2 separate regions of the Sus scrofa genome follow, and region 1 is linked to region 2. The links are chromatin contacts, called in public promoter capture Hi-C maps. All regions are on one chromosome and are shown on one strand. Each heading gives the region's core, a stretch centred on a gene start, on an enhancer-like site or on the middle of the called end of the contact. The rest is flanking DNA. Distances are from core to core; before and after follow the strand shown.

Region 1 (2,741 bases), core at 86-2,585, 140 kb before region 2:
TCTGGAAGCAGCATATCCAAGAGTTTCTCCTCTCTCTCCCCCCAGCTGCAAGAGTGACTATGGGGGCTGCTGACCAGCAAGGGGGCAGCTGGGGAGGGAAGGGATCAAGGTCCGAGTTAGGTGTCCAAGACAGCCGGGGCACCAATACACCCTGCTGTTCTCTGAAGCAGAGCTGGAAAGGACGCACGCTCTGCAGTGGGGCTGCCAAGAGAATCCTCCAGCTGCAGTGAGCAGGACACAGACTCACCTCCACCACAGCGCTGCTAGTTTGCCCTTCCTCCTGGCCTGCAGGCACTGGGCCACACCAAATGCAGGATCCCTCAGCTACACACAAGCTGGGACCCTTCCACTCCTGGGGAGCTCAGGACCTCTAGTCCCCCTGGAAGAGTTTTACTCATTTCCTTTTTAGGGCAATTTCTAGGGTCTCCAGGGCTCAGACTGAGGTCACTACCACTGCACTGCTCATTCCTGCCACCTGAAAAAGGTTCCAAAGGTGGAAGAGTTCTAGGGGGTGCCAAGGACTAGAGTAGAACCTTGAGGCTGAAGATAAAGGAGTCTGGGTACAGTCCCTGAAGCATCTCAGTGGTGGAGCTTCTTTGGGAAGGCACATCCTCGGTGTACATGTGTGCCTGGGGGTGGAGTGAGGGAGCTGTTCCTAGAGGAGGCAGCTAGGGCGAAGGCCTGAGGCTGAAAGTGGGGAATGGGGTGGGACCTCTGAGCAAGGATAGGAACTTGGCCCTTGAGGTTTCTGGGAGAGCTAGAGCCACAAGGAGCACGAGAAAAGGCCAGTTTGGCTGCAGATCCCACCTCCCAGGTCTTTCCTCGGGACTTATACTTCCTCAGGAAGCCCCTGCCTTCCACACTGAGGTAGGAGGGATCCTGGCCAACAGGTCAGCCAGCAGCTGTGGGAGAAAGGGTGCTGGAATGGAGGCTCTGATGCCATGGAAATGACTGCATTTCCTTCCCCTCAAATAACCAACTGTCTGGATTCCTGCTTTGTTGAGTAAAAGCGTCCTTGACTCTCCCCAGATGGTTGCTCAGATCACATCACAAAAGTCTCTCGATTCAGGCCCTGGGGAGGTGTAGCAACTCCTGAGGGAGCTCCTTCCTGAGGCTGACTGCGGAAGATGGGGGAGGGGAGCCCCTGACAGTTCCATTACTGACTGAAGTCCCCACGGGATTGTCGTGCAGGCAGGAGAGTCAAGTAGAGGGAGAAAGGTGGGGGCAGAGGGCCCCTTCCTGAATCCAGCATCCACAAGGTTAACTCTGGATTTCCAGAAACTATCTCCTCCCCCACACCCACCCCACGTTGCCCAGCACCAGGAATCCTGGAGACCACAGCACTGTGGCCATAGAGACACTCGCACGCAGCCCTCCGGGTGGGCGGGGCAGGCTGCCGGCAGATGGGGACAAGATGTGCTCTGGGAAGGCCTGGGGCTGAAGGCCACTCTCTGAGAGAAGCACCCCAGACTCTCTCTCTTGGAGAGCAAGGTTAGAGGTAGGGGGAGAGCAACCTGGGGCGGGTCCCTGGCGCGGTGCGGGGTGGGAAGAGGAGCAGTGGCAGAGGGAACCTGCGAAGGGACGCGAATGGGCTCTCGGAGGCCAGCTTGGCCCCTTCTCAACAGGGGGCAGGAGGGCGGTGCCGCCCCCTGGCGGACGTGCTTGAGGGATTGCGGCTCTCCTCGCGCCTGGACGTGGGTGCGGGAGGGAGGTCTTGGGACAAGGTGCGCTCTCCTTCCGCTCGAGGCTGCGCCCCTGGGTAGCCTGTGGGGATCGGCGGAACCCCATCGTCCGTCCTTCCCAGGCTCTGGAGACCCGCCCTTGCCCGCTTGCCCGGCCCCGCGCAGCATGCGGCCCAGGGGCCTCCAAGGTCCCCGCGAGCTCCGCCAGCGGCCTCTGCTGCATCTGCTGCTCCTGCTGTGGCTGCTGCTGCGGCCAGTAACCCGCGCCCAGACGGCGCCGGGCGCCCCGAGCGCCCCCACCGCGCCGGGAACCCCCAGGGCCCCAAGTCTGCCAGAGCGTGCGCGGGCCCTGATGCGGGACTTCCCGCTCGTGGACGGGTGCGTAGGGCGATGCGGTGGCTGGTGGGGCCCTGGCCGTTCCCTGAGCGGGGAAGGACACCCAGAGCAGGCAGAGCTACTGAGGAGGCTCCCTCACACCACCCCTGGATGTCCTCTCCCATCATCCATGGGTGCCCTTTCCCTCCTCTGTCACCCCCGCCCCTGGTGGGAACCCCTTGCCCAAGCATCAGTTGGTCTTAGTGTGACCAGCTGTGTGAGAGTCAGAGATGGGGGAGCCTGGGACAGCCCAGGCCAGGCAACGAACGTGTTCTGCCTGATACTAAAGGCAAAGGAGCCCAACCATTTGCCTTGACCTCCCTCCAGCCACAACGACATGCCCCTGGTCGTGAGGCAGTTTTACCACAACCGGCTACAGGATGTTAATCTGCGCAATTTCAGCCACGGCCACACCAACTTGGACCGGCTTAGAGATGGTCTCGTGGGTGCCCAGGTACCAAAGGGACACACACGTTGCCACCATGGCTGCTGGGGAATGTGGGGGATCGTGGGGGCCTCAGAGACAACAAGTTAGTCACATGGGAACTCAGTTTCAATGATGAACCTAGAAAGTGCCATGATATGGATGCTGGGGGCTACCGGGGTCATGCCGAGCCAACCTATGGCCATCCAAGTACCACAGAATGAACAACACATTACCTATGACTTCTGGGCACAGTGAGT
Region 2 (2,877 bases), core at 158-2,657:
GCTCAGTGGGCTAACAATCTGGCGTTGCCGTGAGCTGTGGTGTAGGTTGCAGACTCGGCTTGGATCCCATGTTGCTGTGGCTCTGGCGTAGGCTGGCGGCTACAGCTCCGATTCGATCCCTAGCCTGGGAACCTCCATATGCCGCGGGAGCGGCCCAAAGAAATAGCAAAAAGACAAAAAAAAAAAAAAAAAAAAAAAAAAAAGAATTCAAGTTCTAATTCAGTTCCCATGATTTTTTTTTTTTTTTTTTTTTTTTTTTTTTTTTTTGTCACACCTGTAAGCATGTGTAAGTTCCCAGGCCAGGGATCGAATCTTTGCCAGAGCAGCCACCCAAGCTGTTGCACTAACAATGCCGGGAGCTCCCTTCGTGGCTCAGTGGTAACAAACCAGACTGTATCCATGTGGACAGGGGTTCAATCCCTGGCCTTGTTCAGTGGGTTAAGGATCCGGCATTGCCGTGTGAACTGTGGTGTGGATCACAGACTTGGCACCGATCCCACATTGTTATGGCTGTGGGGTAGGCCAGCAGCTGTAGCTCCAATTTGACTCCTACCCTGGTAACTTTCATATGCAGTGGGTGTGGCCCTTAAAAAAAACAAACAAAACAAACCTCCCTGATGAAAATTTAAGAAAGTGGAGGAGGGGGCTCTCAATTGGTGAAAATATGGTAATGGAATCTCCAGCACTGACAGATTTTTTGAGAGCTGGAATTCTTCTCATAACTGCATATATCTGAAGATAACATCTCTCCTGGATCACAAACAGCCCACTAGTCGCCAAGCCTGCAAAATGCTCTCTTGTGATAGGTATGGATGTTACAGACACATTGGTCTTTGCAAATGCAAATCTGACCAGGTCACATACAGAATATTTTTTGCTGCTGTTGTCATTTCTCTTTGGCTGTGCCCAGACGCCTTCAGAAGTTTCAGGTCCAGGGATCCAATCCACGCCTCAACAGTGACAAACCCAGATCCTTAACCCATAGCACCACCAAGGAACTTCAACAGTTATTTTTTTATTTTATTTTTTTTCTAGGGCCATGCCTGTGGCATATGGAGGTTCCCAGGCTAGGGGTCCAATCGGAGCTGTAGCCACCGGCCTTTGCCAGAGCCACAGCAACGCAGGATCCGAGCCATGTCTGTGACCTACACCACAGTTCACAGCAACGCAGGATCCTTAACCCACTGAGCCAGGCCAGGGATTGAACCTGAAAACTCATGGTTCCTAGTCAGATTCATTAATCACTGAGCCACGACGGGAACTTCAACAGTTACTTTTTCTTCACCCAAATTTGTCTCACCTCATCTTTGGTGAAGAAGATGGTCTAACAATAGTGACTGCTGTTTGTTTGTTTATTTTATTTATTTTATTATTATTTTTTTTTTTGGTCACTCCTGCTGCATGCCTAAGTCTTCCTAAGTTGCTGGGCCAGAAATTGAACCCATGCCACAGTAGCGATACAAACTGCTGCACAGACAAACCTGGATCCTTAACCCGGTGGGCCACAGAAGAACTCCAATGACTGCTATTCATTGATGGCCTGGATTACTATGTGTCAGATCATGAGTTAAACATTATCTCATTGAATCATTACACCACCACTAACCCTTTATTAGGTGGTTATCATCCTCAGTTTACATGTAAGAAAAGCAAGACTTGCGTATGTTTGCCCAGGCTCAAGGTAAGAATGCCTGCAAAACCAGTTTGCAACCACCACTATATTCGCTGAACATGAAGCGGGCAGCACGTCTGTAACTTCAATTCCCGTCGGGCTGTGCGGCAGCGTCGCGAGAGTTGACCTGAAAAAGCAGCCTCGCGAGCGTTGGCTTAAATGCGGCGGCGGGAAGGCGGCTGTCCCTGCTGCGGGAGCGGTTGAGAGTACGGACAGCTGAGGCGATGGCGGACAGCCACAGCCCGGACAGCGAGCCTACGACGCGCACGCTGCTACGGCGCGTGCTGGATACAGCGGATCCGCGCACCCCGCGGCGACCCCGAAGTGCTCGGATTGGGTATATAGAGGCGGTGGGGTCCAGCGCTGACCCTGTTTGGAGAGGGAAACAGTTTCGGAAAGGAGCAGAGCCCAGGGCTCTGAGAACAGGCTCCTTTCCCCTAGCTGGGCTCGGGTTAGCTGTTTGTGTCCCTACCCCTGAGACTCCACCGCTCGGGACCTCAGAGCTCTTTGGAGGCCCGCTTCTGGAGGCAAAGAACAGCGCTCAGAATCTGGACTTCTGCTCTGTTTTCCAGGCCAGTTTTCCAGCGTGTGCCCAGGCATCTGCCCAGAACTGCCTCTCAGGCAGTTCCCACCTGGAAGATGGGAAAGGAGCTGGAGAGCATAGCCTGGGCAGAAGTCGGAAGGCAGAAACTGGAAAGATGCTTTGCTAGGGAGCAAGGAATTTGGTTTGACTTGGTAGGAGTGTCAGTGGGTGAGCAAAGGGTGTAGAAGACAGGCATCTGCGAGCTTCCTCGGGCAATACAGTTCCTTTATAGACAACGGGAAGCCATTCCTTCACCTATGAGTGATAAGGTGGGAGTTGTGCCCTAGGAACATATATGTGGTTCTGAAATCTGAGAGGGAATTGGACTGGAGAGACTAGGGCTGGAATGACCCACATGGAGGTTGCTCTCAGACCCTGACAAGTACTTAAAAGGTTTACAAATACTTAAATGTCTTTGGATTGTTATTTTAGTGTCTAGAATGAATACTCTTCCAATTGTTCCTTTTGTCTGTGTGGTTAACCCCTACTTCTTCCAAAGTCACCTCTTTGAAGCCTTCCTCAGCCCCTCTCTCTGGTGGGCTCATTATATTCCCTCTCTCTTCCCTCAGGCTCCCTTTCATCAATAATGCTGTTGACAAAGGTGTGAGAACAGGGCTATGGG

Evidence for each region. Promoter capture Hi-C pulls out the DNA fragments that hold promoters and counts their contacts.
Region 1: a contact with region 2 is called in a promoter capture Hi-C map of fetal liver, with 2.3 times the contacts expected there. The contact joins the promoter of LOC100621778 here to the promoter of CENPT in region 2. A contact is called at or near these places in 1 of 5 promoter capture datasets (fetal liver) and 1 of 2 datasets of contacts at active chromatin or transcription factors (alveolar macrophages).

The regions. Positions count from the first base shown.
Region 1 is chr6:28,597,664-28,600,404 of Sscrofa11.1, reverse strand. LOC100621778 (dipeptidase 2) reads left to right here and starts at 1,335. Exons shown (of 11, transcript XM_003355779.5): 1 at 1,335-1,491; 2 at 1,805-2,060; 3 at 2,385-2,511. The coding sequence starts at 1,404. It overlaps LOC106507567 (a long non-coding RNA gene), which reads right to left and starts at 205. Exons shown (of 3, transcript XR_002344578.1): 1 at 1-205.
Region 2 is chr6:28,455,150-28,458,026 of Sscrofa11.1, reverse strand. It overlaps CENPT (centromere protein T), which reads left to right and starts at 1,407. Exons shown (of 11, transcript XR_002344575.1): 1 at 1,407-2,009.